Linked DNA regions of Rattus norvegicus: region 1 is linked to region 2. Evidence: chromatin contacts called from public Hi-C data. All regions are on one chromosome and are shown on one strand. The core of a region is the stretch at or near the end of the contact, and the rest is flanking DNA. Distances in the headings are between cores, read along the strand shown.

Evidence for each region. A called contact is a pair of places that touch in the nucleus more often than the background predicts.
Region 1: a Hi-C map of psoas muscle shows a contact between it and region 2, with 4 times the contacts expected there. The contact joins two enhancer-like sites. A contact is called at or near these places in 3 of 12 Hi-C or Micro-C datasets (Schwann cells, kidney and psoas muscle).

The regions. Positions count from the first base shown.
Region 1 is chr17:21,030,606-21,038,296 of GRCr8, forward strand. LOC102551899 (a long non-coding RNA gene) reads right to left here. Exons shown (of 4, transcript XR_010059143.1): 2 at 5,352-5,468; 3 at 3,022-4,006. Among named protein-coding and RNA genes, the nearest start is that of Cd83, 78 kb to the right of the region's middle. Within about 2 kb of position 4,301, at least 52 of the 93 cell types and tissues checked have an H3K27ac peak or open chromatin away from gene starts, as enhancers often do. A contact at or near this core is called in kidney, where this site is marked.
Region 2 is chr17:20,845,777-20,852,703 of GRCr8, forward strand. No RefSeq gene overlaps it. Among named protein-coding and RNA genes, the nearest start is that of RGD1596092, 80 kb to the left of the region's middle. Within about 2 kb of position 5,660, at least 19 of the 93 cell types and tissues checked have an H3K27ac peak or open chromatin away from gene starts, as enhancers often do. A contact at or near this core is called in kidney, where this site is marked.

The DNA of each region.
Region 1 (7,691 bases), core at 3,051-5,550, 180 kb after region 2:
CTCCAGTTGTAAGCATCTGGGAGGAGGAACTACAGTTGCTAGTCTCTGCACAGACTGGTCAATTGTCTGTAAACATTTGCACAGGAATACACTGTACTCAGACCAGGAGGACAGCTTTGCCATCCCTCTGAGGATGGCACCCCAGGAGTTAGTTTGCCATTCCCATGAGTGCGAGGCACTAGTCCTTGACGTGGCCATGCCCATGTCGAACAATTCACACTCATTCAGGTTTCTTTGCCTCACCACATGATATTATTGAAGAATCAGGTTTGTGTTTATGTGGGTTTTTTTTTTCCCCTCCGCGATTATAATATGGCTGCTTCAGCTCCAGACGTCAAGTCCTCACATGACAGAATGGAAAGAACGCTCACTTCTCAAATTCCCCTTTCTTATTAAGAAAAAAAGTTTTTTTTCTCAGATATTTCCAGCAAATTTGCCTTATATTTCCATGGTCAAAGTACTTCCGTGTCTAACACTAAATTGGTATAGGGAAATAAGATGTCTATGGTATAGGGAAATAAGATGTCTATGGGTGCTTTGAATTAAAGATCTAAAAAAATGTTTTCTATAAAAGACCAATTAATTAACAGTTTACTTTTTGCATCCATATGGTCTCAGTTCTGCTCTCACACCCTGAACATAGCCATAGACAATAGGAAAAAAGATACACATGTATGTGTTCTAATAAAACTTAATCTTTCCCAAAGAGGTGACAGGTAGGCGTGGCCAATGCCTACCTCACACCACTCATTATTTCTGAGTATCCAGGTAGATTTGATTAGCAAAGAACAGGGAGTCCATGCTTAGTGAGGATGCCACTATGCTCCTAGGAAAGCCAGTTACTGCCAGAATCAAACCATCAGGAAGCTGGGGACCACACTTACAGAGACAGGTGTGTAAATACATACCTAGGGACTGTCTGGGTCTATACTTGTGGTCCAGGCTGCATGTCCTATTTCTTCTAAGGCTTGAGTGCATTTTCAGGGAACGGGAGGGTATGTGGAAATGATTCACAAAACTAAGGTAGGGTTGAAAAGAACTCATCCTTCTATGACACTGCATGTGTCGCTGTGTCTCCCATCCATCATCCCTGGAGATGAACCTTATCTTCATTGTCCCCCTTCCATCGCCCCTGTGGCTGGGACTTCATTCTTACCTTAGCTTGGATAGTAGGTTCCTCTGATGTAAGAAATTTCCTCACATCCTGAAGAAAGCCTAATTATTCCGTGGTTTATGTAAGGCACCAAATTACATACTTAGTGCAAAAGGGAATAAATATATAAATACAAAATAGTAAAAGATATATTCATTCTCCCTCTCTCTGTCTCTGTCTCTCTCTGTCTCTCTGTCTGTCTGTCTCTCTCTCTCTCTCTCTCTCTCTCTCTCTCTCTCTCTCTCCAAGTGTATTGGAACATACACTTCCAAGTGAGTTTTGATCCCTTTGGAACATGTGGTCATCCAGTGAGACCACCTTGGCACATCTTCCAGCAGGACTTTTCCAGTTGTAATTACATCTAGATCCATGTTTTTCAACCACAGAAGAAAGTCAATCTGGTCTGGTTTGGAGTGTTCCCTGTTTCCTTTGACCAAAAAATGGTTCCTCTTAATTTACTGCCTGGAGTTTGCACTAGACTTCAGATCACATGGGGAGGTTCCAAAGACCCTGTCCACCTTCCACAGAGCCACTACCCACACTGAAGGAGGTAACAGATGTGTAGGGGGTTCATCAGAAGAGCCCCCTCACCCCACTGCCTAGGGTGGTATAGCAACTCAGCCCCTCAAACACAGTGAAGCAGGGGAGGCCGCAGCCAGGAAACTGTATGGCTGGTGGGCTAGACTAGGGCCTGGAAGTTGGGCCAGGTTTGGTCAGGAATAGAATAAGACTCACCATGGACAAAAACTGTAGCTTCACAAGAAGACTCTGAAACATGAAACATGGATTCAAATATCAGCTTTGCCACTCACTAGCTGTAAACACAGTCAAGTTTCTTGAGTCCCCAGAATTTAGCTTCCCTGACTCTGAAGTGGATATAAGTAGGCTGATCTCTCAAGGGCTTTGGGAGGAGTAAGCAGGCTAATGGCGTACGTAGGACACTAACGTAATGTATGATAACGCATGTAGGACCATAATGTCAGTGTTTACTGTCCCCATGCCGCAGCTGAACAAAATCTCACTGAAGCACCGGCTTCCTGATCCATCCCAGGATCTGTGTGTTTTAGCTCTTACAAGGTGCAGTCCAAACAAACTGAGATGTGGCCATTCCATTGACTTCTTGGCCTTCCTGGAGGAGGTAGGCTCCGGTGTGTGATCTCCTGGTTGCCGTATCTTTGCTTCAGCTTCTCTCTCCTCTGCTTTGCCAATCACTGGTCTCTGACTCAGGCTTCTGTCACAGTCTATGTGGCTTCTGTAACAAAACATCTTAGACGGGGAAACTTAAAGAGCAAAGAATGCATTGTTCATTCACTGTTCTGGAGGGTGGGAATTTGAAGACCAAGGTGCTGGCAGATTTGGTGTCTGGTGAGCGTCCACTCCTTGCTGGAATAGGTGATGAAATGTGGGTGTTCCTCACATGACTGAAGGGGCCAAGAACGACACTTTCTAATTACCTCCTTTATAAGGGCACTTGTCCTGTAATCATGACTGAATCACTTCTCCATCGGCCCCACCTCCTAATATGATCTCATTATGTATTGGGTTCCAACATACATTAGGGAATGGGAGAGCATTCAGACCACAGTAGGCCTATAGGTTCAACTCTTCCTGAATGTTGGTATATCTGTGGCAACACATTCATGCTGGCTCTCACTCCTGGGGGAGTAATCTTGTGGGGTTTTCAATTCTCTTCCCATTGCTGGAGATCTCCCTTCTGGTGAAGGGGTCCTGGTGTGTGGTACTCACCTGCTCCCGGGGGAAGTTAGCATACCTGCGTTTTGCTGACTCTTAGAAACAAAGGCTGTTTAGCAACCCTCCCACCCCTCCCCTCCCAACTCCTCCCCAGTCCCATCTCCAACTTCTCTCACCGAAACAGGTAGCTGGTTCTGTGTGTCCACGGTTCCCAAAGTCCAGAACACACCTGTAAATCTCTCCAGGCGATTCTCTGGTATCCACCTACGTAGACTCTGTGCTGTTTCTTGCTGGTCTCTTCTAGATCTTTAGTTTGAAAATGAGGCATATCGACATCCTCCAAGCCAAACCCAAGACAGTCTCCACCTCTCCTGGGAGCATAGGCAGGAGGGAATAGAAATAGCCTGCCCAGTCAGGGTCCCAGCAAAAATTCCAGACTCAGTCAGATGCAAATGAATGTCAGGTTAAAGCAAACAATAGATATCTGGAAATTACCTGAGAGCGCTCAAAGGCTCTGCCCAAGTGACAGATCTGCTGCTGCCCCGTGGAATCCCAGATGTGTTTCCCTTCCCTGCGCCACATTTAGCAATGCAGCACCGATCCCCACTAATGTTGCCGTCTACCTCCCTCAGACCTAGTTCTCTCACATCACCTGAACTAGAGACAATCCTCAGAACACCCGTTTTAAAGTAAAAAACGCAGAGGGGCAGGCTTGTGCCTATGGAAGAGGGAAGCTTAGACAACAGGAAGGAGGCATATGACTCCCCCACAGGACAAGGAGAGTGGTGGGTGGTGGTTGGCGGGGGGGGGGGGGGGGGGGCGGGGACGGGGGAGTAGGCAGGCAGCCTTGAGGACTCTTAGGCCTCACAATAAATGAGGACGCCTGGCGCCTGCGGCGGGGTCAAATGGGGTCAGACAAGCTTATCCCTGCGCCTGGGAATTAAGGGTATCCTGAGGACAGCTGTAGAACAAGAGTCTCCAGGGTCCTCCCTTTCTAGGCAGGTCAGGAACCATGGAGGCAGGAACGCTATCAAGGTAGTGGCAGTGGTATTTCTCACCCATGGAAACGACGTCGAGCTCCGTGCAAAGCCCAGACGAGAGACAAAGAATAGCTGTCAGTGCTGTTCGCCTCCTCTAGAATCGATGCTTGGTGTACGGTCCCTAAAGCCAAAACCAAACCAAACACTCCTGGAAATATCAACAGACTTTGCATCTGTGACAGGTCCCCGAAACTGTTTCTCCGAGCTCGTGACAACAAATGCATGCCTTGCAAATCATCCCGGGACATCGGCGTTTCCCCCACCCCCTGCCTCCGTCTCGCCCCGGAGGACTCAAGGCCTGGGCGCATCTGCTGGAAGACTGGAAAACTTTTGCCAGGCTGGTCTTGCGCAGCCAGGGGCGTGTAGACACGCAGCACGGCACTGCCACCTTGTGGCCGGCGGCTGCATCGCGGACGACAGTTAGCAGCATCCAGCAGAGGCTAGGCAGCAGCGCACGTCCGCAGGAACGCACTAGGCTAGCAGGAGCAGGGGCGGAGCGTGCCGGAGCCGGTCACGTGGGTTAGCAACAGGCAGCAGCCAATGACAGCGCTAGTCAAGTGGCGCGTGCGCTTGGAGACTCCGGGAAGGCGTGGAAGGCTCTGCCTGCGCAGAGCAAGCTGGCTGGGGGAGTGGCTGGGGATGGTGGTTGGAGTTCCGACCTTGCTTTGGAGCTGGGGAACCAGATCTTTAGTAGAAACCCCCTGGGGGACAGCGAGTGAATGAGGAGATGGCAGAAGGGACGTGTCCTTGTCCTCCTGTGTCAGTCACTTGTTGCTTTACCAAAGCCTTAGCAACCAGTCTGTCCCCTAGATTCTTAGTGGGTTAAAACAGAATAAAGATACCCCTAGTCAGTGGCTCAATGCCATAAAACTTATTGCTACAAATGAGCATCAACACCTCACAGAGCCTAAAGGACTGGTCAGAGGAGGACAAAGCAGAGAAAGCCAGGAATTGGGTCACAGGGGGAAAAATGTTAACTTAGTTGGTTTTCATTTTCCCCAGTACAAAGAATGACTTTTGTGGTAATCCCACCGTGTTGACATAAACCAGCCCACCCTTGAACGCTGAGCTGACCACACTACACAATGTCGGATGGAGGGAATCAGAATGGCCTCTAACAAGCTCAGTCTCCAAGGGGTTCTCCTGGTTTTCAGGGCCAAGCACATTGTTTCTTGTGAATGGCCTCTCTCCCTCTCTCCCTTCTGATCATGGTTCCCCTTGCATATTGACCTCTCTGTAACAAATCCAGGATTGCCCCCCTGAGAACGTCTAACCCATTCCTGTACCTGAGGGCATTTTGAAGGACTAGAAGCTGTCACACTGTTGTCGGATGCTCTTACATAGGCAAAAATGGCCCAGCCTCCAGGATCCAGCCATCCTACTCGACTGGAGGGGTGACTTTCTAGTCGTGAATTTTATCTTCATTCAGGGTTAGATTGCCCCTGAGGGTGGTGGAAATGACCTACCTGTCAAGAGCAGGAAGCAGTTTAGGGGCTCTTCCAAGACTCTTCCTTGAGAGTAGCCCTGCCTTTCATCAACGTGGAGACCTCACTCTTTCCCAACACAGCATGTCAAGCTTGTGCCTATGAGAGAGGGAACTTGGTCAACTGGAAGGAGACATAAGACACGCACGCGCGCACACACACACACACACACACACACACACACACTGCACAAGAAGGGGGGAGGTAGCTAACCTTGAGAACTCTCCTATGTGTATGTTAACCCCTGAGTTTATCCATTACTTGATACAACAGGCCTTGTAGACCCACTAAGTCCTGTCCAGTAATTATATTTCTGCAAATCTGATTTATTTTTTAAGTACAGTACTCCGAAGATCCTGGCTGGTATGCACTTTGAGTCCATGAATATGTATTGAGTTCTAGGCAGCAGACACCACATAGCCACATGGGTACTAGAGGATACCATTGCAGCAAGAGAGAAACTGGCAAAGTGAGGCAGATTCCTGACATAAGTGAGGAGGGATCACCCTGCTGCCACAGCCAAGCCCTAAACCTCCTCTCCTACCCTGCTTCCTCCAACTCCCTGCTGTCTTCAGGTCTTCTTGGGCCTCCTTTGATCAGGGAACAACTGTCCCCATATTTAACAATTACAAACACCCTGAGAGTCAGAGGCCAGGGATCACAAAGAACAAAAGGCCCCACCTGGCTCCAACCTTAGCTCTAGCATTTGACAAAAATCCCCAACCTGCAGCACGTTCTGCCAGTCTGAACTTCGCTTTCTTCAGCTCTAATGTTCACTCGTAGGACCCCGAGGAATCTGTGTGGAATCCCAAGATTACTGCAAACACAATTTAAATTTCCCACGCTAAAGGACTGCTTCATGGGAGCTCCCATCTCTAAAACCCTAGAAGCGAAGATTTTCTGGGTCTGGATGTTTTTGTGATGGGGGTTGAGCCCCTGGTTTCTTTCTTCGCATATCACTAGGTTACAGGACACAGTCTTGCCAGATTTACGGAAGCAACAAACAGGTTCCCCTACTCCCTGACCCGGCACAGAGTTAATGGCTGTGCCTGAGGATAAAATTAGATCTTGGTGGAACAAACTTGGCTGTCGTGAGGAAAGCCCCACAGCAGATGCCCTTCACTAGTCTTGTAACTTTGATCAAATTAGGAGAACTCATCAGCTTACTCAAGTCTAGAAAACAAGGAGGTTGAATAACTTAGTAATCCCGGGCATTCACAAGATCTTTCCTAGATTCAAGACCAGCGGTTCTGAACCTATGAGTCTTGAATCCTTTGGGGATAGACCAACTCTTTCACATGGATCACCGAAGGCCATCAGAAAACAGATATTTATGTTACGATGTGTAGCAGTAGCAAAATTACAGTTATGAAGGAGCAGTGAAATAATCCTATGGGGAGGTCACAGCAATAGAAAGGTTGAGATCCGCTGTTCAAGAATCCTAATGAGGTTCATCTTCTACCCTGCCTCTGGGCTGAGTCCCTTGATCACCCCTCTAATACATGTACCCACCCTATTTGGTGTACGGGGGAAGCAAGCAAAGGACATCAGACTGTAAACAGTAACTGATCCATTGTTGTGTTTGCACAGGTGCTTTGAGTCCACAGCAGTCTTTGACCTCGGCTCAGTGAGCAGGTCCCCCACCTCCTGTTCTACGGGACATTCAGTGTGTGTGTGGGCTTTTGGTGCACACTCATGAAGGCAAATTAAGAAATCCAATACTCCTGAGTTAGGAGAATGCTTAAAAGAAACAGGGTTCCTTAACCCTGGGTTAAGGACTAGGGTTAGACCAAAAAAGACAGACAGACAGACAGACAGACAGACAGACAGACAGACAGACGCAAATAGAGAGAGAGGGACAGAGGGACAGAGAGGAGGGAGGGAGAGAGAGAGGATGAGGGGGAGGAGAGGGGTAGTCATTGTCTCTAAACATGAAAGTTCTAGGGAAAAGCAATTTTAGGGCCAGACATAAGAGCTTGCTTTGCTCGTGGCAATGGCTTGGTTATAAGTTAACTTTATGGGTCACTGAGTATCTGGAAACAGACTATAAAGAAACGGAAGGGTTACCTGCAAGCTTTGTGTTGGAAATGGCTGTGACCAGTTGCTTCTGGAACAGGGACAGGTTGACTGCAATAAACTTTACAGGCTCGGCACCTGTCTGCTAAGGTAGGACTTGGAAGTAAACTTTGGACTGAGTAATGAGTGAGGCTGCATTTAAAAGGGCAAGCACAAGAGGTTTTATTCCAAGCGGGAAACAATTCATTATCCAATGGATACATGGGACCTGCCTTTCTTGATGACCTCCGGAAGGCTATCTGTAAA
Region 2 (6,927 bases), core at 4,410-6,909:
TGCACATACATATCCACTGAGTTTGGAGCATTTTCACGGTTACCTCCTTTTCCTGCAGAGATCCTTATTTATCCCCCACCCCCCATTTTGATGTATGTCCTTTTCCTGTTTGGGCTCACTGACTTTAATCATGCATGACCATAAATGGGGCTTTCTTTACAAGAATGTGGACAAATTTATGAGTGGCTACATCACTGAAGAAAATGATGCCCCTATCCCCAGCACCCACTCATAGCCCATAATCCCCCATGGAAAGGTAAGGTCTCACAAGCCCCCCATACGTGATGCAAGGATGATATGCCCGGGCTTGTGCAGCTATAACGACAGCTTCAGTGAATTCACATACACGATAGCCGTGTCACTTCGGAAGACGCTATTTCACAGCTCTCCTCTCCAACCTGGTCTCTTACATTTTTCCTGCATTATGTTCTTCAAGTCTTGGCTGGAGTGATCTAGACTTCCCCTTTAGAGCTGAGCACTCCATGTTACTGTCAGCATTTTGGCCAGTTATGAGTATCCGAGTTTATTATTAGCACCCCCTGCAAAAGAAGCCTTTTCGAAGGAGGCTAGAAACAACACTACTCGCTGGTATAGACATATGCAGGAAGTTTGACATCATGTCTGTCTAGCAAACTAGGAACCAAGTCTCCTTTATATTAAACTTAGTTCTGACTTAGTCACTGAGACCAACTCTTTGTTGGGTGCATGCCTTGTTTGCTAGAAATGTTCTGCCTATACGATAAAACTTCAGCAAATGGATGCATATTGTCTCTCACAGGCTCCTGTGTTGAAAATGTAGTTCTCAGGGTGGCCATGTAAAAGGTAGCAAAACCTTGATGAGACGGAGTCAGTGGGAAGGCACTGGAAAGGCCCCTTCAGAGAGAAACAGTGCAGTTCTCATGGGACTCAATTCAATTCTTGTGAGAAGATTGAAATGGAATCAAGCCATAAAGCTAGAACAAGGAAGTTTTCCCCCCAGATCCTATTGAGCCATGGACCATAGGGTTTAAGATCCTGGCTCCTTGGCTGGATGGGATCACTCAAGTACATTCTGCACAGTATTCTAGCATTTGCTCAATGATAACAGGGCTCCAGCTACCTGCTATGACAGTTGCCTCATGCTATACCTCTCTTCTGCACCTGTTCCTCCCCATGATTCTGTTTCCCTGTGGTAGGCTGAACTGTGGACTCCCCCAGACTCCACAACCACATCTCTCGAAATTCTCAGGTTGGAATCTTTAACCCTTGTACCACAGTAGGACTGTATCGGGCTCGTGAATCTTTAAAGGGGCAATCGGGTTTAAATAAGATCATGGGTGCGGGTGCCGCTCAATCTGATTGATGTGCTACTCCAGGAGAGGTAAGGACACAGGGAAGCCCAGAGTGAGTGGGTGGGAAGATGCAATGGGGATCCATGATGGGAAGACTCTGTGGGAGCACAGTCATCTGCAGGTGCAGAGAGAGGCTCAGGAGAAAGCAATCCTTCTGATGTCGGGTTGCAGCCTCCAGACCTGTGAGAACGACTATCTCCGTTCTTTAAGGCGCCCAGTCTGTGGCACTTTGTTGTATCAGTCTGAGCTAATTAGTTCGTTCCTAATAAACTACTTGCCCTTGAATTGGTTCAAGGTCTGCTTCTAGGAATCTCAATCTAATATTCAAAGGTTATTGATTTTTTCAGCTTTTCTTCTTCCCTAATATATGAAATTATGCTATAAATTCCCTTCTAAGCATGGTTAATACTCTGAGAAGCAGCATTTGACAGTATAATAAGAAGAATTTGTAGGACAGTAGTAAGCGTTGCTAGGCAAAACCATTGTTTGAAATAGCTCCTAGATCCCAGTGTAACTTTAGCTACGACTCAGAAAGGCTTCCCATCACCTGTATATATGTCCCATGGTATGAGTCACTTCTGCCCAGTGACTAGAATCAGCCACATCTTTTGAAACCTCAAAGCCCAGTGACATATGTCTTCCAACAAGGTAAACCTCCAATTTTTTTTCCCAATAGTTGCACCAAATGGAGACCAAGTATTTAAATATATGAGCTGGGCTATCTGGCCATTTTCTTTCAAACCACCATGTTTACCACAGACCACAAGCCAGGAGTGGAATCCTGGCTTTCTCATCCAGCCATCTGCTGTTTTATTATGAGTTTCTGTCTTGTTCTCTGAAGGGGTTTTGCTCATCTGTGTTGTCAAAACATCTCACAATACTTTGTATTATCAGACTTCTAAATTTTTCTGAAAACTCGAAAGTGTGAAACTGCTGTAGTTTTATTTTTTTATCTCCTTAATTATATTTATTTATTCTGCGTTGGGGTGGGAACAGCAATGTGTGGCATTGTTCGTATGTAGAGGTCAGACTAAGGAGTTGATTCTCCATGAGCCAGGACCATCCCAAAGCTACCACAACCTCTTGAAAGACCATCAGCAGCTGAGGACCAGGAGTTTAAACTTACCAGCCTATGGAGGACATTTTAGGTTTATATCATCTTATAACCCATTACCTGATTTTATGTGGCCTGTCAGAATAATTTATTTTTAATGGTTGGGGGGTAATGATTGTGCAGGAGTTGATTCTTTCCTTCTACCACGTTGGGACCAGGGAGGGATTAACCTCGGGTCCAGTTTGTTGACAAGTACTCTTCCCTGCTGAACTATCTTGTCTGCCCCAATTACAGTTTTAACTTGCATTTCTCTGATGAACAGGATGATTAGATCTTGTTTATATCACTTGACCCATGTCAGGGTTCAGTCTAATAAACTTTATCCTCCAAATACTTTGGCATTTTTTTTCTGATTGGAATAATAGTTGAGTCTATATTCTATTTTATTAGAACTGATGGCTCCTTTTCCAACAGGCTGTATTACAATTTTCTGTTTAAGAGAATCCATGCACATTGACTTGGGGACCCAGGATGAATTCGAAAATAAAGTAGGACTTTTTTAGGAGTTAGAAAACTTTTTATCTAAAGGGCTAATAGCAAATATTTTCCTTGCCTGGCAGGCCTCGTGGTTTATGTTGTGACTGCCTGAGTCTGTCAATACGACTCAAAGACAGCCACAGGTCACACCCAGTATGTTGTGACAGCGCTCTGACACAATGTTACTTGTGGACATTAAAATAGAAATATAAATTGTAGAAAACATGTATGTGTCACAAGTTACAGGCTTTGTTTACCCCCCAACCATTAAAAATAAATTATTCTGACAAGCCACATAAAATCAGGTAATGGGTTATAAGATGATATAAACCTAAAATGTCCTCCATAGGCTGGTAAGTTTAAACTCCTGGTCCTCAGCTGCTGATGGTCTTTCAAGAGGTTGTGGTAGCTTTGGGATGGTCCTGGCTGATGGAGATGGCTCAGTGGGAACAAGCTTGAGTGTCACGGCCTGGCCTTGCATCTACTCCTGCTGTCTGCTTTCTGCTCCATCTACCCCGTGAAGAACCATGTCACAGCCTCTGCCACAGTGGATCCATCCTGAGAAATCTTCCCTCCTGTGATGGACTGTGAAACCCTGAACCCAAACAAATTTCTCCTCCTTTAGATGGCTTGTGTTACTTATTTTGTCACAGAAACAAGAAAAGAAACCAGTCCAAGGGATTACTTGGCTCATGGGATCTACTAGTGCGAGCATCAAAATTTGACTCCAAAACCAAAGTGTAGAGCGAGTACCTCCAGCTAAGGCACTCCCATGGCGAGCAACAGAAGCTGGAAGCCTTAGACAGGTCTCCCAAGCATCTCTCTCCACTCGTGTGGCTTACACGTATCTTAGTAACTAATTCTCATGAGCGTAGATAGGCGCAACATCCTCCCAACATTCATGGTACCTTCCGTATGCTCAGCTGTTCCACACATGAATTTCAGGAATTCAGGCCTTCCAGGTTGCGAGTAGCCAGGCCCAAGGTCCCAGTCACTAATGGCTCACACAAGTCCATTTATTCTTTATGCACAGAGGCGTGTGAAATGTCTTACCGAGATGGTTTGTTCTCGGTGCTGAGTATTGTAGAGTATGCAGGAAGGAGAGACAACTCAACTGTGCCAATGAGTCGTTTGCTAACAAAACAAAGCAAAACAGTAAAGCCTACTGTAACTACAAAACACCTTTCTGCAGGGCCGCCATTGTGTTGGGAGGAACAGGGTAATTCTAGGGCACAAAACAGAGGCTGGGGAATTCCGAGAAGACTGAAAACAAGTTCCCAGCGTTGACTTGGGGTATAGTCTAGTTATGTAAATGTCATACAAGCCACCAGACTTGTCTGTATCCTGGATATCTAACTCAGGAAGTCTGTCCTTGAACTTGTTATTCACAGTGTGCCCCTCTCACAGTGACTGTCACAGAGTGGACACCACACGGGGAGGGGGGGCATCCTACAATGGCTGTCACATGTGACTGGAGTCTATTCTGTGTGTGGTCGGGTGCTTACTTCTGTCTCTTGATCAGTTAGCCAGCCATACTTATACTGTTGGGGGTCTTGTTGTTTGTTTTAATGTCTGCTGTCTTCCAAGCCAATGTAGAGTTTAGATAGACACTCTATGGTATTCTGACCTTTTCACAGTCTGGCTTTGTTTCTGGCTTTGTTCCATTTTGTCTAAGTGCAACCTACTTACTGCTATTGTCAACCCAGGTCCTTGTAGAAGGATTCTGCATCCTCTCAAGAGCTCAACAGCCCTTCTTTCTTGGGTCATTTGGAATCCTTATTTTCAAATCGAGAAAGTAAAAATTATATAGGTACCTGTGTCAGAGCAAGTGTTTTCCTTCTTAAACTCCAATTTGTGGAAACATTTCTGTTAAGACAGACAGTCGCCGCCCCTACCCCCTTTCATTTGACTAGTTTTAGGGGAGTTTTGATGCCTTTTGCCAAGTTTTTATTCACAATTTGCAGTAGTACAGTGTCCTGGCACCAGCCATTGTACAGGAAACCCAAGCTGGTGGCTCTCTGAAGGAAGGACTTAGATGGTTTGTGGTCATGTTTTTTTTTTTTTTTTTTTTTCTGTAAGAACATTCCCTCTCATTTTTGGTCTAGATCATTGTCATGCTGCCTGGCCACAGAGAAAGGGATTGTCACCAATGAAAGATGTTAAAACTGTCTCTGAAGTTCAGAGGAAGAAAAAAAAATTAGCCTCCTCCTTCTTTGACACCAATTCATATTTCTTATACTTTCAAGGTTTAAAACAACTATTTGGGGATGAGGGGGTATACATGAGTACAGAGTGTTTATGGGGAAGTCAGAAGATAGCTTGCAGGAGTTAGTTCTCTGTTTCCATCATGCAAGTCACACACACACACAAAAATTAAACTCAGGCTTAGCAATAAGTGCTGATGCCCAGTGAACCTTCTAGCCAGTCAGACACATTAGCCTCCCAACCACCCAGCAATCATTCCTTATGTGAGAATTAAAATAACAGGGAAGCCAGCACCAGACTTGACTCAGTCACTGAACGATTCTCTACGTAGCTTCGCTTGCTGTTTAATTTGGGACCTTTCCACCATGTACTTTGGCCACCTGCATGTGCAGCCACATCTGTTCCGGAGTTGCTGTTCTAGGATGTTCTTTGCCCTTCCCTAGGGTTGGTGATGTGTAGGACAACCCGTAGAGTGAACTTGACTCTCCCAGACACAGGCATGCTTCACAAGGAATCCTTTGTGTCAGCCAGGACACTCCCATCAAGTTGTCCAGGGAAAGTTCACATGATCTCATTTCCCTCTCTTAATGTGACTGACTTAAGCACAAGACAGAAATATTCTTAGGAGATATATGACTTCCTCCTACTCAGAGCTGGCCTAGAATAGAGGAACAAGGCCCCTGGGGGTCAAAGCAAGACCTCATGAACCCTGGCCACTTCAAGACAAACAATGGGGACCTTATTCTAAATTTAGTTCGTAAGTAAAGGTTTTCCTGCAGGCTTCCTTCCTCACTGACCCAGTGATGCTGTGCCCTGGAACCTCTCCCCTCCCCCTCCCCCTTGTCTGTCACTTTCTTCAAATGGCCTTCTCTACTTAGATTGTTTTCTCTCCATAATTCCGCACAACAGAAAATGACAAATAGATTTTTTTTCCTCTTACAACCTCACAACCATTGGATTAGAAGAAGAGATGAGAATCTGTAAAGAGGAAAAGCGTGTTCTTAGCATTAGTTTCTGTGTCCCTGTGTCATCCATATTAAGGGACAGGACATTGGGAAGTTCCTGGAATTAGTCTTTAGAGTCAGAAATCCCACATCGGGACTGAAGGCTTTACCCGAAGAGGAACACATTCTCAAGTTGGCACGCCTTATTCCTAAGACAAAGCGAGACCTCTTCTATGCTTAGGAAGTCTCCAAGCTGGGATACCACTTCTCGATGGGGCTGTCGTGTCCCCCTGAAACCCAGAAGCCCTAAACTCCACACAGTTTGTTCAGGGTGAAAACTGCCACCAGCAGTTTAGTATACCAGACTGTCATTCAGTAAGGCTACTGTCACATCACCTCTACTGTCCTGCTGTTGACGTGAGGAAAGTTCTCTGGCAAGAAAAAAAGGCATCTACAGCATGGAAACAGGGTGGAGAGAGCTGGCTTCCTTCCTGTAAGTTGACCAAGAACAACAGATTGCCTCAAATCCATAGTTGTCAGGTGGAGACCCCAGGGCACCAAAGTGTACCCTTCCTCCACAAAACATCGCTTATGTCACCTACAAAGAACGGTCTGTGTGCCTTGTGTGTCTGACCACCTTCTTTGTTATTGTTTGTTCATTTGTATTAAGATGTCAAGCCCTGGGGTTGGGGATTTAGCTCAGTGGTAGAGCGCTTGCCTAGCAAGCTCAAGGCCCTGGGTTCGGTCCTCAGCTCTGGAAAAAAAAAAAAAAGATGTCAAACCCTTGGCTGCCTCAAATTTACAGTCCCCATCTTCGCTTGCCAGGCACTGGGCACAACACAGTTTTTCTATGGAG